2 separate regions of the Mus musculus genome follow, and region 1 is linked to region 2. Evidence: chromatin contacts called from public HiChIP or PLAC-seq data. All regions are on one chromosome and are shown on one strand. Each heading gives the region's core, a stretch centred on a gene start, on an enhancer-like site or on the middle of the called end of the contact. The rest is flanking DNA. Distances are from core to core; before and after follow the strand shown.

Region 1 (4,901 bases), core at 1,025-3,524, 230 kb before region 2:
AAGGCAGCTCTTATAAGGACAACATTTAATTGGGGCTGGCTTACAGGTTCAGAGATTCAGTCTATTATCATCAAGGCAGGAACATGGCAGCATCCAGGCAGGCAAGGTGCAGGAGGAGGTGAGAGTTCTAATCTTCATCTGAAGGCTGCTAGGAGAAGACTGGCTCAACGTGGTTAGGAGGAGGGTCTCATTGTCCACTCTCACAGTGAAACACATGTCCTCCAACAAGGCCACACCTCCTAATAGTGCCACTCCCTGAGCCAAGCATATGCAAACCATCACAACTGTCTAGAAAGCATGTTTCTGCCTTTGTTGATAACAGTTCCCTGATATTAGCATGTTGCATTTGTTAAAACTGGCAAATCAGTATTAATATGCTATCATGAGCTAAGTAAAGCTTAAATTAGGATTCACTTTCTGTGCTGTTCAGTTCTATGGTTCCAGACAGATCTACAAAGGCATGTGTGTAACACCACAGCATCATACAGAAGTGAAACCATTAGCTCTAAAAGTGCCCAGCACACACCCACATCCCTCTCTCCCTCACCCCAAACATGCTACAGCCCCTGAATTTCTCTCCACCTCATACCCTTGCCTGTCCCAGAATGTCTAGCAGATATAACTGGACAGTGTGCAGTCTTCTTAAACTGGCTTCTTTGTATATTAATTGAGGTCCCTTCATACCATTCATACCATTTTGTAGCTTGATATCTTATTTCTATTGATTGCTGATCAATATAGCATCATATGGAAGATATAAAAGATATTTTGATTACTTCTGGTTTGGGGCAAGTATGAGCAAAACTGCATTAAATGCCTGTATGTTGGTTTTAATGCGGACATAATTTTCAGATCACTTGAGCATATACTAAGAGGTCTGGTTGCAAGACTCCATGGTAAGACTCTTTTCCTTTGCAAGGCACCACCAGACTGTCTCCAGGTTAGCTCTACCATTTTTTATCAGATCATTTCCCCACATTCTTGCCAGTGGCTGGCATGTAATAGTCTCATTGCCTTAATTTACATTTCCCTGATTATATATGATGCTAAATAATTCTTTCTTATGCTTACCGTCCATACATTAATTTGGTGGTCTATTCTGACACTCCCTTTTAATTAGACTGGTTTCTTCTCTTTCTCTCTCTCTCTCTCTCTCTCCCTCTCTCTCCTCTCTCCCTTCTTTCCTTCCTTCCTTCCTTCCTTCCTTCCTTCCTTCCTTCCTTCCTTCCTTCCTTCCTTTCTCTCTCTCCCTCTCCCTTCCTCCCTTTCTTTCTTCCTTTCTTTCTTTCTTTCTTTTTCTTTCTTTCTTCCTTTCTCTCTTTCTTTCTTTCTTTCTTTCTTTCTAAAAAGCTCCATTAATGACTTTTTTAAAAGTTATGTATATATGAGTGTGTCTGTGTGAGCAAATGCCACAGATGTTCAGGTGCCCTTGGAGGCCAGAAGAGGGCGTCAGACCCCCTGGAGCTGGAGTTGCAGGCAGTTGTGAGCTGCCTGGTGTGGGTTATGGGAAGTGAACTCAGGCCCTCTGGGAGAGCAGTAAGTGATCTCAACCACTGAGTCGTCACTCCTGACTTCCTTTACTTTCTTGTGGAGATAATTCTGTTTCTCCAAGGGTATGGCTTATCCTTTCATCCTATCTATTTCTTAATCACTGGGAAAGTAACTACCACAGCAGACAAGCTTAGGCTGACTCTGATGGTTAGTACTTATAACTGGGTGGCCTTGTCTGACTGACTCTGACGGTTAGTACTTATAACTGGGTGGCCTTGTTTGGCAGTGCACATCGTTGGGCTTGCACTGGGCTGTGAATACCCTGAAAAGAACCCAATTCATTGGCATTAAAAGGAAAACTGATTTGCCATGGCCACTTTTGAAGTGTGATATCATTGTTGAGTGTGTGGAGTCTTGCGGTATGTTTGGTTATTAGTGCCCTGTCTTTTTTGACCTTTGTGTGTGTGTTTATTCAACAAATGTTAGAGCTCTTAGAGGCGCCAGGGCTGGAACTGACTTGTTTGAAAGGCAATCACACCACCTCTCTCACATGTCTTGGACATAGCGTGTCTTAGTTCCAATTTCTACTGTTGTGATAAAAAGCCACGATCCAGAGCAACTTGGGGAGGAAGGGTTTACATAACCTGAGTCACAGTTCACTGAAGGAAACCAAGGTTTACATATCCTGAGTCACAGTTCACTGAAGGAAGCCAAGGCTGGAACTCAAGCTGGGGGGGAACCCTAAGACACGCGCTGATGCTGGAGCCATGGAGGGGTGGGGCTTACTGACTCATTCCTCATAGCTTGCTCAATGTGCTTTCTTACAGAACCTAAGACCTCCAGCCTGGAGCCGGTTGGTTCCTTCCACAATTTACTGGGCCTTCTTACAGCAATCACTAATTAAGAAAATACCCTGCAGGCTTGCCTGTAGCCTGATGTTAGGAGGCATCTTCTGCGCTGAGGTCCCCTCCCCTCAGATGACTCTAGCTCGGGTCAACTTGACATAAAAACTAGCCAAGGCATAATGTAATGAGGTGAGCCAGCAAACTTCTCTCTTGGCCTATGGACTCTCGTGCAGAATACCTCAGTACAAACCTGTGGACATCTGGATTCCTGCACTAGATATTTCCCACCTCTCTCCTTATCTTTCTCTTCAGGTCTGATACTGGGTTCCAACTTGGATTTTGACCCACTGTGCCTCTGATCCCAGGAGTACCTGGTACAAAGCCACTCTCAGGAGTTCTTACTACAAAGAATGCACATTTCACAGCTTACAAGGCCTCTTAGGTGGAATCAAAGAGAGAGCCACAGGAGAACAGGATGCATCCTTGTGTCCAACAATCTAACTGGAAGAAGAAGGTGTTACTACAGGTAGCCTGTGGTTAGTCAAGGAGTCCTGGAGGCAGTAAGTATAGTTTGTCATAAAGGAGCCTTGTACTGCGACTTGAATTATCCCCCTACCCCACTTACTTCACATTTAATGAAATGCTGATAAGGATAGAAAGAGTCTTGCTTTCCAAGGTATGGGGCCTGGACCAGTTGTGGCAGGACCACCACCTGGTGCTTGTTAGAAACAAGGATCACTAGATCCTATCCTAGACCAAGTGAATCGCAAGTCTGTGTCTTGACAGCATCCACAGACGTATAATCCAGGCAGTCTGAAAGCATCATGATGCGTGATCTTTACTTAGCTCTTAGTTGTACACTTCAGCAATCTATGACATTTACTGTGACCCTGTCAGGAGGCAGCTGCTTCGAGGTCCCTGGGAGGATGCTGCCTGACTGGCCCTGAACAAACCTGAGGGCGGGTGACCCAGCAACTGGGCTCTCATGCCAGGCATCCAGGCATGGCAAGCAGCCACTGGCTCTGTGGGTCAGTGTGACCCTCCTAGAGAGTCATGCTGCTCTCCTACCGGGGAAACAGCTTGAGTTGTCACGACAGAGCACGACCTGGAGGTGGAAACTGGAGGTGGTGGCCACCCACGTTGGGTGAGCTTTGTTGGTGTGTGTGGGCTTCACTTAGAGACCTGGCTTCACATCTTGTAACCTGTCTTAGCTTCTGGGTTTGCCCATCAGCTGGGTAGCCAGGGTAAGGGAAAAAAGAAAGAAATTAGCCAGGAATATTATTGATGGTGCCCCCTGAGGTTGGGGGCACAGGGAAGGGTCTCTGCTAAAATCTGTTCCCTTAAAAATCAATCTCCGGGTGGCAAGAGCCTATGTTTTCATGTAGTTGCTCGACTGCCTGGCATAAGGGACATCAAAGAAGCCCAGTGCAGTGGAAATGAGGAGCAAGGGCTCCAGGGTGACAGACAAGCCTCCCATAAGGTGAGACCAGATTCATTCATTCACATGACTGAGCCCTGGCAGGAGCCTAGGTGCTGAGAACACTGAAGATTTATGGAGCTGATAGTTTGGATACTTTCCCCAAAAGCTTCCCAGTGCCAATATTTTCTTATTTTGTGTGGTATGTATGACGTGTGTGTATGGGGTGGGGGTTACATGTGTGTGGTTTTGTGTGTGTGTGTGTGTGTGTGTGTGTGTGTGCATTCGAGAGCACGCAAGAATGAGCACAGGTGCATGTGGAAGCCAAAGGTCAACCTTGGAGGTCATTCCTCAGCAGACACCCACTTTTGGAGACAAAATTATTTGGGGCTCAGGGATCATGCTATTTCTACATGCCCAGTGCCGGGATTACGAGCATGTGCGCATAGCAATGGTTTTATTGATCAGGCTATCTCCCCAGCTCCTCAAACATTCTATTTTTAAATTTTTAAGGGACTTACTTTTATGTATATGGGTGTTTTTCTTGTATGTAAGTCTGTGCACCGTGTGTATACAGTGCCCACGGAGGCCAAAAGAAGGCATAAACTCCTCTGGTATTGGAGTTACAATAGCTAGCTGCTATGTAGGTGCTGGGAACCAAACCTGAGTCCTCAGAAGAGTAATGTAAGTATGAATGTTCCTGACTACTGAGCCATCTCTAGAGATATTCTATTTTAGAATAATAGGCTCTGGCCTCACATTTGGGTTACCAATGTAAATTTTGTAACTTACCAATTGGTTATATTAGAAGCTCAAATATTAGTTTTCTCACCTAAAAAAAAAATGAGGACAACCCCATTGTCATAAGTCGATTTGAAGACAGAGCAAGGTGCTGGGCACTGCACGCACTGGGTGTTTGTCTTGCGGCCTGTGGGGCTACATCAGAATGAGAGCCGTAAGCCACACACAGCTCCTGAGCACTGAGGTTCAGACCACAGCTGTAACGTGCTGAATGTGAGGAACACGTGCTGGTCGCTGAGAGAGCATGGAGAGAAGAATGCAAACTATCTCCTTGATAACCTTTATGTTGATTACATGTGGGTAGCATAGCATAGTGAATGAACATAGTGATGAAGTAAATTAGTTAA
Region 2 (4,788 bases), core at 1,983-4,482:
ACAGAAGGCATGCCCAGTAGTTAGTAGTGCTTCCTGGCAGAGAACAGAGAAGGCCAGGGAGAAATACTTTGTCTTGGTTGAAGAACTGACTTCTCTTCTACTTTCTAAATGCAACAGTTATGTGGTGTAGTTTCCCTCTGAATTTCAAAGGATCCCAGATTTGGTCTTAGTCGGCACTGTCCCAGAAGTAAGCCATTGAACAAGGATTCCAAATACAAATATGGTCTCTCTGATAAAACTGGTAATATTCTAGAATCCCTTTGGACCCCAATTTCATTCCCCCCTCCCCCAGGATACTTCTGTTCTGTTTTGGATATTCACTATGCCAATTGCACCTGGGTTTCCCTTTTGAGGAGATTGTTTGTTGGTTTGTTAGTTGGTTGGTTTTTTTGTTTGTTTGGGTTTTTTGTTTGTTTTTTTTTTTTTTTTTTGGTTTGTTTTGGTTTGTTGTTGTTTTTTTTTTTTTTTTTTTTTTTTTTTTTTTTGAGACAGGGTTTCTCTGTGTAGCCCTAACTGTCCTGGAACTCACTCTGTAGACCACGTTGGCCTCAAAATCACAGAGATCTGCGTGCCTCTGACTCCTGAGTGCTGGGGTTAAAGGTGTGAGCCACCACTATCAGTGGGGCCCAATAGCTAAGATGTGGACAAGGGGGTACACCTGGAAAAGACGTTATCACTTCCATGGTGGCAGAGTGGGATCACAGCTGCCCTTCTCCTGCTGAACTCACCTCCTACCTACTATGTAAGAGAGAAAGAAGCTCTCGAATGTCAGTACTCTATTTTAGGTGCTTTGTTTTCAGCATGTTCCCTAACCAACAGACTCCCTCTCAGGACAGTTGGCTTCCCATTGGGCCTTATTGTATTACTCTTTCTGGACTGTGTCCTTCCTGGAAAGAGACAAGTCACAAAGGGAAAATAAAGGAGAAAAAAAGAACAAATAAACCTATTACTGATGTTTGCATCACTCACGGCTGCCAACCATTCTTTAAATAATCTTTGTATCTGGGGAAGGTTCTGACAGTGATTAAATAAAGCCAGACAATAGTTAAAGTGAGGAGAACAGATTTTTCATTCAGTAACTTCTGACAACAGGGGAAAGGGCCAAGCTCCGTTCCAGTGTGTGCATCGGTGACAGGTCAGGTTGAGAAGGAGGGTCAGGGGAGTGAACTGGTCCTAGGGGAAGAGCTTGCTGAGGGCTTGCAGGGATGCGATGGTGCCACTCTCAAAGTTAGGATCCACTTTTCCCTGTCCGTTCTGATGGATACGTTTCAAAGTAATGGTTTTTGGGTCCTTGAGCAAAACACTATGCGTTGATGGACACACACACCAAAGACATAGAAAATATTTCCTTTTGTAATAAATGTCCTAAGAAAGGGAAGGCGGGCAGGGGCCTGTCTCAGTGTTGGCTAAAACAGATTACATTGTTTCTTTTTTGACTTCTGAGCTGTTCCACACAAAACACTCAAAAGAAGACTGGGATGGGAGGAGCTGGGAAAATAACTCAGCCAGTCAAGGCTGATAAAAGCATGCAAACCTGATTACAGCCGTAAAAACATGCAGACCTGAGTTTGATAGGAGAACCCATGTGTGATGGCATGGGAGGCAGAGGCAAGCATATATGTGTGAGCTGAGGCCAGCCTGGTCTACAAACCGAGTCCCAGAACAGCCAGGACTATACAGAGAAACCTTGTCTCAAAATACAAAACAAAACAACGAAACTAAAACAAACACACAAGCAAGCCAGGTAAGGTGGCAGACTCCTGTAAGTCCAGCTCTGGGGAGACCGAGACAGTTGGAGTCCTGGGGCTTGATGGCCATTAAGATAGCAGTTTTTTGTGGTTGTTTTTTGTTGTGGCTTACAGGTTACAGCCTATTATCAGGGGAAGCCAAGGCAGGAACCTAGAGGCAAGAACTGGTCTGTAAAACAACAGTGCTTTCTGCCTTGTTCCCCATGGCTCTCTCTTGCCCATCCTCTCTGTTTTGTTTTTTTTCCAAACAAGTCCCACATGTAGCTAGCACTGACTTTTCTACTCACTCCGAAAACACCAGGCTGTCCTTGAACTCACAGAGATTTGCCTGCCTCTGCCTCCTGGGATGAAAAGCATGAGTGTGCACTATAACCTGGCTCAGCCTGCATTCTTATATAACCCAGGCTCCAGCCCCAGCAAGCTGGCTCCTCCCACATCTATCAGGACTCAAGAAAATGTGCTACAAACTTGCCTCCAGGCAATCTTACGGAGGCATTTTCCTAATTGAGGCTGTCTTTCCATATAACTAGCTTGTATCTCCTTGACAAGGAGGAGGAGGAGAAGAGGAGGAGGAGGAGAACAACAACAACAACAACAGGGCCAGGTTAGGTTTATACTTGCCAGTATCTTTGGCCCCCTCGGATTCTTGCAAGGAGCCACATTTGCCATCGTTTATTGGATAATTCCCCAATTAATGTGTCTTATGGCACTTAAATGTCATGTCTATCTCATTTATGGCTCTAGATCTATATGCTCATATCATAGGGCCAACTAAGATTGTTCAACAAATATGGAGTTAATGAGTGAATGAATAAATGAACAAATGGATGAATAGAGAGACATTTATGCTGGGTGGCACAGAGCATACTGAAAGTTACACGGGACTAGCAGCCATCCAACATGGACTCTAACCCTGACTTTATCATTTCCTGGGTAATCTTCAGCAGTAATATATTTAGCTTCCCAGATACGGAGAGTGTTCCTTTCTAGTGCTGACTCCAGCAGCCGCAGGGAAAGGTGTTTCTCCAGACCTTCCTGTGCCCTCCCAGGCTTACAAAGTAAATATTCCTGTCATTGCCACCAAGCCAACCGCTGACCAATCTGCTTGAGTAATTTAAGAAATAAGAGAAGCTAAGGTGTGTCAAGCTTCCAGCAAAGACAGGACACCAGTTCTCCTGAAACAACCTTCCCCATTGAAAATTAAGGGGTTAGTATCAGGCAAGCCTCCTGAACCATTTTCCACAGGAACAAACTCTCACTGATGATCTCGTGGGGACATGCTGTTGTAGAGCAGAACATGGTGCTGAGAGAAGCCACACAAGCTCTCAGCTGGCCGACAGAAGGTTCCTGGGATGGGTTGGGGCCCGCTTGCTTGTGGGTGTGTCAGGCATTCTGGGAATTCGTGTCAACTCAAATCACTCCCTCTACAACTGGAAGGTCTGAATCACAAGGTACTGACAGTTGTTTGGTTTCCTCACACTACTCTCCTCCTCCTGGCTTCCTAGCCCACTTCTGAGATCAGTACACCACTGTGGGAGTGATGCAGAGCTCCAGCCAGAGAGAAATTGTTCCCAGTGCCTCCTCCCCACCCCCATCCGCTCCCCAGGGCTGCTCTCAGTCACAGAGAGGCAGTGAGCCTCCCAGAGACGACACAATTATATTCAGAAGCATTTCTCCCAGAACTGCTGTGGTCCTTCAAACTACATTACTACTTGCTCACAATGGCAGTAAGGACTCTCCTCTTCTACCCAGGAAGCCAAAGAGAAAATGTGTGGGAAAAGATCACCCTGCAAACAAGAATAACATTTTCCCACAAATTCTGAGTGGCAGAAGGCTGCCTCAGAGAATCCCATGTAATACATCACCATCTAAGATGGAATGACCCAAGACTGCGTGCATTGTTTAAGCAAGGAATGCCTGGATTGGGGAGCCCATACCTCAAGCCCTATGATTCGGAGGGGCTGTGTCCTTCCAACGCCTGAGCCTTATTCCCACTTACACAACTGCATTACACAAGGCAGTAATGTCTCTGCCAAGGACTCCAGATTCAGAGCAAACAGGACACCTTGGGAGTCCCTAGATCTGTCTGCTCTTTCTTCATTTGACTTCCTTCAAAACAGATAGCTGTTATTTATCCAGTTAACATGTATCTTCTGTCTTCTCTGGGATGACTGAAGTGCTACACTGGGAGGTTCTATCAAAGGCATGTTCAAAGAGAACAAAGATACCAATCTTAGGATAACTCAAGATCTTTATTAAAAACCCAAGGTAAAATTATGGAGAACTGGAGAAACAGCTAACTAGCCAGGCAAACATGAAGACGTGAGTGCGAATTGCCAGCAACCACATGAAAAGCTGAGTGTGACAGTGTGCATCTGTAGTCCCAGCACTGGGGAAGTGGAGACAGGAGGAACACCAAGGCCTCGCTGGCCAGTCAGTCTAGCCAAATTGTCAAGTTACAAATTCAGTAAGAGAGGGTGTCTCAAAAAAGATGATGATGGTGGTGATGGTGATGGCGATGATGACGGTGATGTAATAGGTGACATAGAAGACACGTGAAGCTAACCTCTGGCTTTCACACGCATGCACATGCATGTGTATACCTCACAGCCTTTAATATCTTTAATCCCAACACTTGGAAAGCAGAGACAGGCAGAGTTCTTTGTTTGTTTGTTTGTTTGTTTGTTTGTTTGTTTGTTCCGAGACAGGGTTTCTCTGTGTAGCTCTGGCTGTCCTGGAACTCACTTTGTAGACCAGGCTGGTCTCGAACTCAGAAATCCGCCTGCCTCTGCTTCCCGAGTGCTGGGATTAAAGGTGCGCGCTACCACTAGAGCCCAACTTCATCTACTATAATGAGTTATAGGCCAACCAAGGCTACATAGTAAGACCTTGCTTCAAAAAGAAGTCCATAAATGATAACAAAGCATCTTTTATTGTGGTTGTGAGAGTGACATGAGGGAGAGGAGGGAGAGAGCAGGGACCTAGAGAGAGCAGAGGAGAGGCATAGCGCATGCAGGCTGAAGCTGGGGAGAAGGGAACC

Evidence for each region. HiChIP or PLAC-seq counts read pairs in DNA pulled down with a chosen protein or histone mark.
Region 1: a contact with region 2 is called in a FOXA1 HiChIP or PLAC-seq map of pancreatic cancer cells. The contact joins two enhancer-like sites. A contact is called at or near these places in 3 of 39 promoter capture datasets (the 3T3-L1 cell line and liver), 1 of 484 Hi-C or Micro-C datasets (bone marrow-derived macrophages), 1 of 115 datasets of contacts at active chromatin or transcription factors (pancreatic cancer cells) and 1 of 9 other capture datasets (adipose tissue).

The regions. Positions count from the first base shown.
Region 1 is chr9:55,359,509-55,364,409 of GRCm38.p6, reverse strand. The region is part of intron 1 of Tmem266 (transmembrane protein 266); the gene reads right to left. Among named protein-coding and RNA genes, the nearest start is that of Tmem266, 35 kb to the right of the region's middle. Within about 2 kb of position 2,274, at least 49 of the 459 cell types and tissues checked have an H3K27ac peak or open chromatin away from gene starts, as enhancers often do. A contact at or near this core is called in pancreatic cancer cells, where this site is marked.
Region 2 is chr9:55,135,210-55,139,997 of GRCm38.p6, reverse strand. No RefSeq gene overlaps it. Among named protein-coding and RNA genes, the nearest start is that of Ube2q2, 12 kb to the left of the region's middle. Within about 2 kb of position 3,232, at least 78 of the 459 cell types and tissues checked have an H3K27ac peak or open chromatin away from gene starts, as enhancers often do. A contact at or near this core is called in pancreatic cancer cells, where this site is marked.